Linked DNA regions of Oryctolagus cuniculus: region 1 is linked to region 2. A link is a contact called in public Hi-C data. All regions are on one chromosome and are shown on one strand. The core of a region is the stretch at or near the end of the contact, and the rest is flanking DNA. Distances in the headings are between cores, read along the strand shown. Region 1 holds the start of PLCL2 (phospholipase C like 2). Region 2 has its middle 60 kb from the start of PLCL2.

The links. Hi-C and Micro-C count contacts between places; a contact is called where the count stands out from the background.
Region 1: a Hi-C map of psoas muscle shows a contact between it and region 2, with 6 times the contacts expected there. The contact joins the promoter of PLCL2 here to the enhancer-like site in region 2. A contact is called at or near these places in 3 of 6 Hi-C or Micro-C datasets (psoas muscle, skin fibroblasts and an unstated tissue).

What each region holds. Positions count from the first base shown.
Region 1 is chr4:152,458,406-152,464,065 of mOryCun1.1, reverse strand. PLCL2 (phospholipase C like 2) reads right to left here and starts at 2,254. Exons shown (of 6, transcript XM_008266046.4): 1 at 1,781-2,254. The coding sequence starts at 2,125.
Region 2 is chr4:152,398,621-152,404,375 of mOryCun1.1, reverse strand. No RefSeq gene overlaps it. Among named protein-coding and RNA genes, the nearest start is that of PLCL2, 60 kb to the left of the region's middle. Within about 2 kb of position 2,450, at least 1 of the 8 cell types and tissues checked has an H3K27ac peak or open chromatin away from gene starts, as enhancers often do.

The DNA.
Region 1 (5,660 bases), core at 1,005-3,504, 60 kb before region 2:
GAGTCTTCAATGAAGAACTGATACCTACCAATACATTCTCCATTCCATGTATTACAAATATTGACAAATACTGACAAATAATCTTCATTATCTCCGATGAGTGTCAAATCAAACAAGGCCGCTGTAAGTCAATGAGTTACACTATGAGTCTCACTATGAACACCAATAAACCTGATTCTGTTTTAAATGCAAAAACAGGTCCTTAAAACAACTGGGGAAGAGGGATAACAGTTAGACGGGGTGGTATCTTCTACAGAATTTTCATCTCAAATTTCATTAACACCACAATACAAAAGCACCACAAATAGTTGGTGACCAATAAATAAACAGAAATGTCACAAAACTGCCTGCCAATAGGATTGATTATCACGCACAGTTAAAAGCAGCTTCCATGGAAACACAAGCTACAAGAGCAAAAGAAAACACAAATCACCAAAAGCTCTGAACGGAGCAGAAACACTTCCCCTGCCTCAGTTGCACTCCGCGCGCTGCAGGTAGTTAAAGCACTTGCTCTCTGAGCCCTTCAGCGGTGCCCTTGCCCAGGCACAAACTGTGCAAACAGATGACAAAGCGAAATGCAGTTTCACAACTGCCTCTTACACAGAGTAGCTAGGCGGCATATTTCACTGGATTACTGCACAAGTTGATAACACCAACACGCATTTTCACGGTTCGAGCAAGACTGCCGTGGGCCAATTAGATTGCACAGCACCAGTGGCAACCCTCCTTGGTGGCATGTTCTGCCCTCTAGCCCTCTGTTATCAGCTACAGGAAGGGTGGGTGCAGCCCTGTCACCCTGCTTTGTTGCTCACTGTCCTGACAACCCCCTGATTTTCAGAAAGCAACATTTTCATAGTTGCTCCAAACTTGAGCAAGCCCAATGGGTTGGTCTTGCCTAAGACTCCGCTCTTCTTAGCCCATCGACTGTTTGCTTTCTTTTCTTTTCTTTTTTCGCTTCATGTCATGAGACATATTTTTACACTGCAGACCCAAAATGTAGTATTAGCATGAAACCACCACAAACTCAGGAGTTCCTAAATATCACTTCTTGAGTTCAAAATGCATGAGACAACCGCTGACTGTCTTCTGCTATATACACCGTGCAAGATACCAAAACCAAGCAAACTGCCCAAAAGAACTTCCACAGAACGGCAGGCCTGCCTGCCTGCTGCAGCAAGAGAAAGATTAAATCGTGCGGAACTGTAATCTCTCAGAGCTTCTGAGCCTAAGAAAGCGGAAATCTGCATTTTACGTTCAGAAACCTACTCCATGTCTGCTATGGGATCCAGTGACCTGAGGTTCTGCACCCTTTCGGGGTAAACCATTTGCAAGAGACCACTAACTGTAATACAGGTCAGAGGAAAGTGATTAAACAATCTCTTTTCATCCCGTCGCCTGGGGTTTTTAAGGAAATGTTTTCACATAATCCTGGTCTGTAAAATACAATAGAAACCTTAGAGCCCAGGCTCCCACTGGAGAGCTTGTCTTGCCGAGGTAGGTACCAGGCCCTAATTCCAGGCCAATCCTGGGAGAGATGACAGCCCCAAGTTCAACTGGGGATGTGTGAACACAGCTCCCCTGCACATTGGAGATCACCTCTCCATTCTTCCCAGATGCCGTCTGCACCCAAGCCTGCTCGCCACGCCAGGAACCCGTGCACCAGGGGTTCCTGCTAGCAGGGGGCGTCCCTTCAACGACCTCCCTTCGCCACCACCAGCCCTCGGGGGTACCAGAGCCCAAGGGCGCCGGGGCGGGCGAGGAGCGCCCCTCTCCCACCTACCTTGATGATGCTGCTCCGGCGAGGCAGGCCGCCCGGCTTGCTCTCCCGGGGGAGGGGACAGGCGGCCGGGCTGGGGGTCGCGGCGAGCGCCACGCCGCGGGGTCCCCCGGCGGGGCTGGCCCGGGCTTCGTCCCCGGCCACGCCGAGGCTGCAGTCTCCGTTGGAAACCCCGCCGCTGTCATAGCGCGCCCGCCCGTGGCCGAGGCGCCCTCCCCCGCCGCCGCCGCCGCCGCCGCCGCCGCCTTCCCCGGCTCCGGCTTTCAGGGCGCCCTTGGCGCCGAGGGCCGGGCCCGGAGAGGTGGGCAGGGCCCCGCCGGCGGCGCCCCCCCGGCCGCACTCCGCCATGGGCGCCCCGCGACCCGCCTCACAAAGCCGCGTCCCCGTCCCCGCGTCCCCGCCGCCGCCGCCGCCGCCGCCGCCGCCGCCGCCTCGGCCGCCGCGCGCGGCCCCTCCTCCTCTCCTCCTCCCGCTGCCGCCGCCGCCTCGGCCGCTTCTTCCGCTTTTTTTTTTTTTTTTTTTTTTTTTTTTAATTTAGATGTGATGTTTGTTTGGAGCTCGCCTTGCCGCACGGGTGAAGTCGTGGCAGCAGAACGGTCGGAAGGTTCCTGCAGGGGAGATGAAAGAGAGAGAGACACGAGTCAGCTCCCGGCACCTGGGGAGAGGAAAAAACACGCCCGACACTCGCGCCGCGCGGCAGGCACCAAAAATACCGCGCGCGGCCGGCCGCCCGCCCCAGGGGCCGCGGCACCCAGCCTGAGGGGACGGGGCGCCCGCATCCGGGGCTCGCGCGCGCTCCCCGGGGCTCGGGGCGCCCACCGCGCGGGAAAAGGGCGCCCACCTCCGATGCCCCGACGTCCCCGGCCGCGCGGAGGCGCCTCCGAGGGTCTAGCAGACGCCAGCTCCCCAGAGGCCACGGCGTGCCGAGCGCGTCACGTACCCCAGGTCGCCCCCCGAGGCCCGCGGCGCGGGGAGGGAGCGCACGGCGGGCAGGGGCTGCCCCGCCGTGACAGCCGCCCGGACCCCCCAGGAGACCCCCACCCCGCCCGCGGCCCTCTCCTCCCGAGCTCTGCGCTGCGCTCTGCAGGCCGCGAGGACCCTCCCGGGCCGCCCGCTGACCCCCCGCGAGCTGCCCGGGGTGCCCGCTCCAGGTCGCCAGTCGTCACGGCTGCGGGTGCTGAGGCCGGGTCGCCAGGCTGGGGGGCACCTCGCTTGCCCAACCGACGGCGGCCGCGGGTCCTCACTACCCCAGCAACCCCGGGGCGGCTGCAACTGCTGATCGCCCACACCGAGCCCCCAGGAGCCTAGGCCTGTGGACGCAAGGGCTTGGCCGCGGCGCTCTCCACGCCCGCCCACGCACGATCGTTCCTCTCCCACCCGACTTGGGGGGAAAGCCGTTCATGGGGGTCAGGCCCATTTCCTGAACTGGAGCTACTTGGCTTCCATTCCCCTGGGCTCCTAAGCCATGGATGGACCCCTGGTGGTTGCGAGGATGCGGGGGCAGGGTAAGGCATGGGGTGGCCTGCGAGCCACGAGGGGATGAGGAGATGGACAGTCTGTCCCTGTCCTCTGGGTCGCCTGCCCTACCCTGAGATTTATCATTGCAGGCGCTGTGTGTTAGTGTCCTCCTGCGGCCACCTCGCCGTCCGCAACCTAGAAAAGGCTCATAGTTTGGGGGGCAGAGTCCTACCATGCATGGCGACAGTCGGCCTCTCCTGTCTCTCCTCTTATCCCCACTTATCAGGGAGAGTGAATGGCCTAGAAATCACAGCGGATCCTGTTGCTCCCCCCATGCAAATAGGCCTCCCCCTGGAAATCTCCACCCCCGGAACCCGCAGGGGCCTAAGCGTCACGGCATGGTACCCAAGGTTTCCGGCCAGGTCCCAACCACTTCTCCATCCCAGGCTCCCTGGGCCACCAGCCTCCTGGGCTTGCTCACCTCCTGCTCTTCTCCAACTAGTGCGCGTCCTCTTCCTGGGATGCACTGTCCCACCCCCCATGGCAGGAGGGAGACACTGGTGTAGCCCACAGCAGCGAAGGAAGACCTTGTTTCACTAACATTGTGTTGGAGCAAACTGCTACACACACACACACACACACACACACACACATGCTGGCCCTGGCCCCCGGCTCCCCAACATCAGATGCTTTCCTGTCGTGGAGGCATTTTAATTCTGCTGATCCTCTCTATTCGTGTTTTAGTAACTCCATCACGCAAGCCTTTAGATATCTCTTGCTAACCTGGGCCTACAAAGTTAACAAATATTTGCACATCTACAGACAACAATTTTTTTTTTTTGACAGGCAGTTAGAGTGAGAGAGACAGAGATAGAGAGAAAGGTCTTCCTGCCATTGGTTCACCCCCCAAATGGCCGCTACGGCTGGTGTGCTGCGCTGATTTGAAGCCAGGAGCCAGGTGCTTCCTCCTGGTCTCCCATGCGGGTGCAGGGCCCAAGCACCTGGGCCATCCTCCACTGCCTTCCCGGGCCACAGCAGAAAGCCGGACTGGAAGGGGAGCAACGGGGACAGAATCCGGCACCCCAACTGGGACTAGAACCCAGGGCGGAGGATTAGCCTAGTGAGCCGCGGCGCCGGCCAACAATGTTTTAATATTTCATTCGGTACCATCCTTTCCCTTCTCCTAGTTTTGTTTCAAAATAGTGTTTTTTTTCCTGTCTTGTGATGGTTTTGCAGAAAAATGTATCCCAATGATTCAAACGCAGCCCTCGATCTGTTTTATCAAATGTATAATCATAATAGCCTGCCAGTCTGCCTTGGAAGAGGAAAGGAAGAAGCTGGGATCTTTATTCTTGACGTTGTCTAATTCTGATATTTTTAATAAGCACCTGCAGATACCTCTGCCGTTTCTGTGAGAGTACCTAATCCAGCCTATGACAGCCATGGCGCCCTTGGCTGACTCTTACTGTGAGTTTCCTGGACAGAGTGGGGGCATACGGAGGTCTCCCAGCAGACCACCATCTAATCCACCGGTGCCCTCCAAAATGAGTGCCTATCCATCTCGCTCTGGGCTCCCAACAGTTCAAACCGGAGAGACTTCGCCGAAATAGCCTTGGCACTTAAATTAAAACATTCCCCAAAGCAACTTGGCAGACCTGTAACTAATCATGCCAGAAGCCCAAGACCTGTGCCAGGTTCTTTTTTATCCCCGTAAGTGCTTGTCTCCCGCAAGCCGCTGGTCACACGCCTGTGATGTTATAGCTGTACAGCCCAGCTGTAGGTACCGTTCCTCAGGTACGGTGAGGGCGAGCAGCATGTTCCCCCGACATGTGCAGTTCTTGCCTCCCAAAAGGCTTTTCAATAAGCTAAACTCAGAGTTGTGTGTGTGTGTTTTTTTTTTCCCATCACAAACAGCGTAGTAAGCAATTGTTTCTCCTCCTCCCTGCTTGTCTCTGCAGTTACTAAGCGATGGCTTTCCATTTTTCCCATTCTGTGAGCAGTGTTATTGAAGAAATCACAAATATTTTGCCAAAACTCTTGCTGAAGTGTTTTCACAGCATGGTAAAATTCATAGAGGTTGGAGTTAGAAAAACAGCCAAAATATCAGAGTCACTCCTCAGCAAACATTGTCTAATGGTGTTCCTTCCGCCAAATTGTCAGAGCAGGGCAATAAAAGATAGGCTATGTTAATAAAATGCTCGCTCTGGCTAACTCCATGGCGCTTATGCCAATTTGTTATATCTGTATTCCACTGGTTAGCTTCTGATGAATAATTCGTTCCTAACGTTTAAAGTCAATAGATAACTTTAAAAATCTCATTATAGCATGCCAGCACTACATAGCTTCATCTCTTTTAAGCTCTCTCTGTATTTCAGTCCAGCTCAGCATTTAAGCACTGTTGTCACCCTTCACCCAACTGTCTTCA
Region 2 (5,755 bases), core at 1,201-3,700:
CCAGTGTGGGGACAGCTGGATGCACCCAGACCCTCTCATCTGGCTCAGCCCCAGGTGGGTTTATGAGCCTGTGCCAGCCAAGGAAAAGCTCAGACCCCAGGGGTAACACAGCCAGCTCCCCAGCTGGCCTCCTGGCACAAGCTAAGGGGCTAAGCTAGGACTCAATCCTGGGCATCACGTGCCCTGGAATGGATGCCACCAATCATCTAACTTCCTTTAGACAGAGTGTTCCGGAATATCCAAAGTCTACATTCTGAGAGTCTTAAATGAAATATTTATGAGCCAGGCAACTTAGTGGGTTTTATTTCCAAAGTAAAAAGAAGAGGAGCCCTGGCGGGAAGGACAGAGGCTCCTGGCACATCGCCTGCCTGGCCCCTTTGCTTCTGTGGGAAACTGAGGCCAAGGGCCACCCGCCTCCCAAAGAGGTGTTTATCCCTCCCGTGACTCGATGTCCCCGCCACAGAAGAGAAGCACTGCAAGCCCTCTCCAGTGGCGGTGGAGACGCTGGGCTCTGTCGAGGACTGTTCTGTAGAGATTGCATAGCATCTGTCAGCGACATAATGTCTGCTGATTAATGATGGTTGAAATTATTGTGAAAGTAACTTGCAAGCACAAAACAGGATGTGCATAGATCTTACCAAGAGTTCTATCAATCCCAGCAAAATTTTAACCACCAAAGGAGGCATTTTCTCACTAGTCCCTCAATCCTCCCAAGTGCCTAGCATTCATTCAGTGGCATCACCTATAATCCACCATTTAAAAACAGTGACTTGGAGCTGCGTTGTGGTACAGCAGGTTAAGCCACCACCTGGGATGCCAGCATCCCACATGAGGGCCAGTTCAAGTGCTGGCTGGGAAAGCAGCAGAAGATGGCCCAAGTGCTCGGACCCCTGCGCCCGCATGGGAGACCCAGATGGAGCTCCAGGCTCCTGCTTTGACCTTGCCCAGCCCCAGCCAGTGCAGCCATTTGGGGAATGAACCAGTGGAGGGAAGCTCGTTCTCTCTCACTCTGTCTCTCTCTCTCTCTAACTCTGCCTGTCAAACAAATAAATAAATCTTTAAAAAATTTTAAAAAATAATGACTTGAGCTCTATTTTCCCCCAGAAACATATATTTAACTCACACGTAGCCTGATTTCTTTTTGGGAGGTGCAGATCTATGACCCCCTGTGAATTTATATGAGTGGTTAAATGTATATATCTCTCTCTCTTCCAATACTTGAAAGCTATGAAATATACATATATGTGTGTATATGTATATATATATAAAATCTCCCTCTGAGCTACAGAAGTTGTTTTTCTCAGTTATGTTCTGAAAACGTACTCCGTGTTGTTCGTCAGAAAGTGACTGATACTCACACGCCTCTGTCTCAGGACCCCAGATGGGGCAAGGAGGGAGAATGTGTCACAACAGCCCCCATGACTCAGACAGCCCTTTCAGGTTGAGTCTACGCTTGGGAACCAGTTTAACTGGCTGAGGTGTCCAAAACAGTTAGCCAGGTTCGCTCCTGCACAGCAGGTGGACTTCACTCCTTTCCTGAATTAAGCAAACGCCGACAGGGCTATCAGGACTCTGGCATGGCAGATGGCAGCTGCCACACCTTGCCAGTTACCAATCAGCATTCAACAACTGGCCTTGACCCCGGCTTCTGATCATCTGTGGGCTATAAATAGAAACTGCGTGTCAAGAACAGAGAGCAAAGTGCTTGCTACTTAGTGATTCAGGAGATCCATGTGCAAGCAACAGGACCAGCTTTCTGAATTGAGCTAAGTTTCAGGATTACTCGAGAATGGAAAAACAGAAAGTCTAAGAACAAACGATCATTCCAACAGCGAGGTGCCTGCAGCAAGAAGCGATGTGTGCCTTTATGAAGTAAAGTCTAGAATATTTCCAGATCACATACACAGTCATACTGAAAGCATAAAGGATTGGCATTTGAAGTCCTCTGGGTTTAACAGATAACTGTTAACATTTTCTTGAGAAAATAGGAGAGCCTTCCAAAACCCAGTGTCATGCTTTTCCTTTACCAAAAAAAAAATACAGCCAAAAAAAAAAATCACCTGGAAAATCTTAACCCATGGAACAGGTTTCATATCAGAGCTTGAAAATGACAGATGAATATTCTGTTGCCTTGTATCTGGTCTGAAGATTCCTACAAGAAAGCACTGGGCAGAGCATCTCCATGTGTTGTGTGATTAAATATCCACGTTGTCCAAAAACCGAAGTCAGAGGTGGGAAAGCAGCAGCAAATAACCATTTTAGCAGCAGAACCGGGATTGCCTTCGATGTGCTGGGCGAGATGGGAACCACACACTGCAGAAAACACAAACACAACCCAGCAGGAAAGGAAAGGGCAACAGGATGGGGTGCGGGAGAGGAGGGAGGGAGGCGAGCAAGCTGAATGCGAGCTCAGAGACACTTAAATTAAACTGCTCCTGTCGTTACACAGGGTGGTGCTTTTAAAGGTTAAGGCACAAACACAGGCAGGGCCAGGAGCCTCCTCTCGTGTCCCCCGTCACCCAGGACAGCTGGGGATGTCTGTCATTGCTGACAGCTGCGGCGGGGGAGTGTGAGGCAGAACCAGCAACTGAGAGCTTGGCGGGACTCCACGCAGCCAAGGGCGGGGACAGGCCCGCCGCGGGCTGTGCTCCCTCCTCGGCAGCGGGTCCCCCCTCTAAATGCAGGGGACCCTCCTCGAAGCCAAAACCGGCTCTGGGTGCCAGTGGCTCTATTTTCAGTGGTCTGAGTAGTCAAAAGAGCCAAAGCCACGGGGGAGAGAACCCAGTAAAGCTTTGCAACATAGTTTGTATTGGGTTCCTTATCACCCCATCTAAGTAGATGTGTGTGTGGCGGGGCAGGAATCGATCAGAATCCAGGGAACCTGTCAAATGGCTCAAACGAGCTGGTTTCCCCATGCACAGGTGGTGGAGACGTCTCCTGGCCATTCTAAGGCACAGGTGGAATGTTGGGTCCCGTGGCCTGGCTTCCAGGCTGCCCCGTGATTAGACGCTGTCTTCGCCTCTGCAGGATGCTGGGGCAGCAGGCGTGGAGACCACTCCCCAGGGTGGTGGGCCTTTCCCCGATTCCAGGAGAAGTGGTCTCTGTGGTCCAGAGGTACCTCGGCAGTGGAATTTTTTTAAAATATTTATTTATGTGAAAGGCAGAGTTAGAGAAAGAGAGAGATCTTCCATCCACTGTTTTTTCTCCCCAAACATTCACAATGGCCAGGGCCGGGCCAGGCTAAAGACAGGAACCAGGGACTTCATCCGGGTCTCCCGCATGGCTGGCAGGGTCTAAGTACTCGGGCCATCTTCTGCTGCTTTCCCATGAGCATCAGCGTGAAACGGGATTGGAAGCAGAGCAGCAGGGACTCCAACTGGTGCTCCAATACAGGAGACGGGTGTCCAAGGGGCAGATTAACTCATTGCACCCCAAGGCCCACCCCTGAGGTGGGACTTGACAGAGAAAGAATTCATCCATTTTCCTGTTGCTTTTCATTATTCAGTCAAACTCATCTCAATCCAAACTTAGAGGATCTCATTTTCCTGCCCCTCACACAGAGCTCCCTCTTCCAGAAGGCTCTGTATAAGGGACCCCAGCTCCCGGTCACTGTTCATTCACTGAGAATCTGTGAAAACCAATATTATCTCAGCAAGGAAGGTATTTCTCTCACAATCTGGCACTTGAAAAGCAAACCAGGAAGCTGTGATCAACAGTGATTGGCAGAGCGTTCACACTCAGGAGGAGTCCTAGGACTGCGCAGGTGCATCGTGGGAGGGAGACTGGTACAGTCCTGGGGCAGCCTCCTAGGGCTCCACAATTCAGTCTCAAGGCCAGCGCCAGGCATTTTTACTTCCAACCAGAGGTAGAAATTGACAGGTTTCTCAACAAGAACCACAAGCAGGCTAGCAGTAGAGAGAAATTTGGGGAAGGCCTCCTCTCAAAATCGTATCCATCAGGAAATGGGAACCTTTTTTAAAGATCGATTTTATTTGAAACGCAGAGTGACAGAGAAAGAGAGAGACAGAAAGAGAAAGACATCTTGCATCCGCGGGTTCACTCTACAAATGGTGGCAATGGCTAGGGCTGGGTCTCCCACGTGGAAGTCACGGGCCCACGCACTTGGCCCATCTTCCTCTGCCTTCCCAGGTGCATTAGCAGGGAGCTGGACTGGAAGCAGAGCAGTTGGGGCTTGAGCCAGCACTCCGATACGGGATCTGTTGCTGCAAGTGGCAGCTTAATCTGCTGCGCCACGATGCCAGCCCCTGGAAATAGAAACAGGAGTGTCTGGAGGCCCAGGATGGGCACAGGCAGCTCGGTGCTCGGGGGTTTCCTCGAGGGCACTGCTGGGCCAGGAGCCAGGCTCCACCTCTACAGAGGAGAAACATTCCTTAGTCGGGATGACTGCGATGGCCTTCTTGCCTATAATCCAGGCTTTGGGCCGCACACTTTGTTTGCTTCCCTGCAGCTGGGATGCGAGGGCCCTTGGCCTCCGGGCTGCTTATCAAGCAGGACTGTGTGTGCATGGCATCTGTGGTTGCCATTCTAAGCCCCACGGCCATTTTCTACCCATTCCCAGAAACAAAGATCACCGAAACAGGAGACAGATGCCTCGCTCTCACGGCGAGCGGGTGCCCGGGAGGACAGGCAAGTTCCTGGGCCAGACGTGGCATTCCTCTTGTCCCTCTCTGCGGGCTGAAGGCTGAAAACATCAGTGCGGCCGAAACAGCTAACTCCACGGTGCCCTGAGCTTCAGGACTACCAAGCTGTATCAGGCAGGGTTAACCAGACGAACAGAGGGAATGGATGTTCCAGGATTTCTTGCAAAGAACTGGTTTCTGTGATGGTGAGGGCTGAGCAACAAAACCCGCCAGGAAGGGCAGGAGCTGCCGCTGTCATCCACGGCTGGACAAGAAAACTCAGCTCTGCCCTTAAGAAGATTCCAGCCAGTGCCGCGGCTCACTAGGCTAATCCTCCGCCTAGCGGCGCCGGCACACCGGGTTCTAGTCCCGGTCGGGGCGCCGGATTCTGTCCCGGTTGCCCCTCTTCCAGGCCAGCTCTCTGCTATGGCCCAGGAGTGCAGTGGAGGATGGCCCAAGTCCTTGGGCCCTGCACCCCATGGGAGACCAGGAGAAGCACCTGGCTCCTGCCTTCGGATCAGTGCAGTGCGCCGGCTGCAGCGGCCACTGGAGGGTGAACCATCGGCAAAGGAAGACCTTTCTCTCTCTCTCTCTCACTGTCCACTCTGCCTGTCAAAAAAAAAAAAAAAAAAAAAAAAAAAAAAAAAAAAAAAAAGATTCCACTGACTGAGTCAGTCCCAGCCGTATTACTGAGGTTGATCTAACTTAAAGCCAACCGAGGGGCAGGCATTCGGCCTAGTGGTTACCACAAGCACACCCAACCTCACAGTGCCTGGGTTCAGTTTGAGCTTTGGCTCCTGACTCCATCCCAGGAAGCAGTGGTGACAGCTCAAGTAATTAGGTTCCTGGAAGACCTGGATTGAGTTTCCTGCCCCCAGCTTTGGACCCAGCTTGGGCCCTTCTGTTGCAGGCACTTGGGGGTAAAACAGCAGATGGGAGCTCTCTCTCATTATGGACTTTGGTAACATCTACGGAATGTTTTTGTAGTAGCACCTACATTAGCATAGGCCAAAGTAACACGTAACACTGACAATCACAGAGGGACACTGTCTGTATTCCCTATTAAACATTCCCTTACTGAAGAAGCCTCATGGTGTCCCCACTATTTGTTTGCT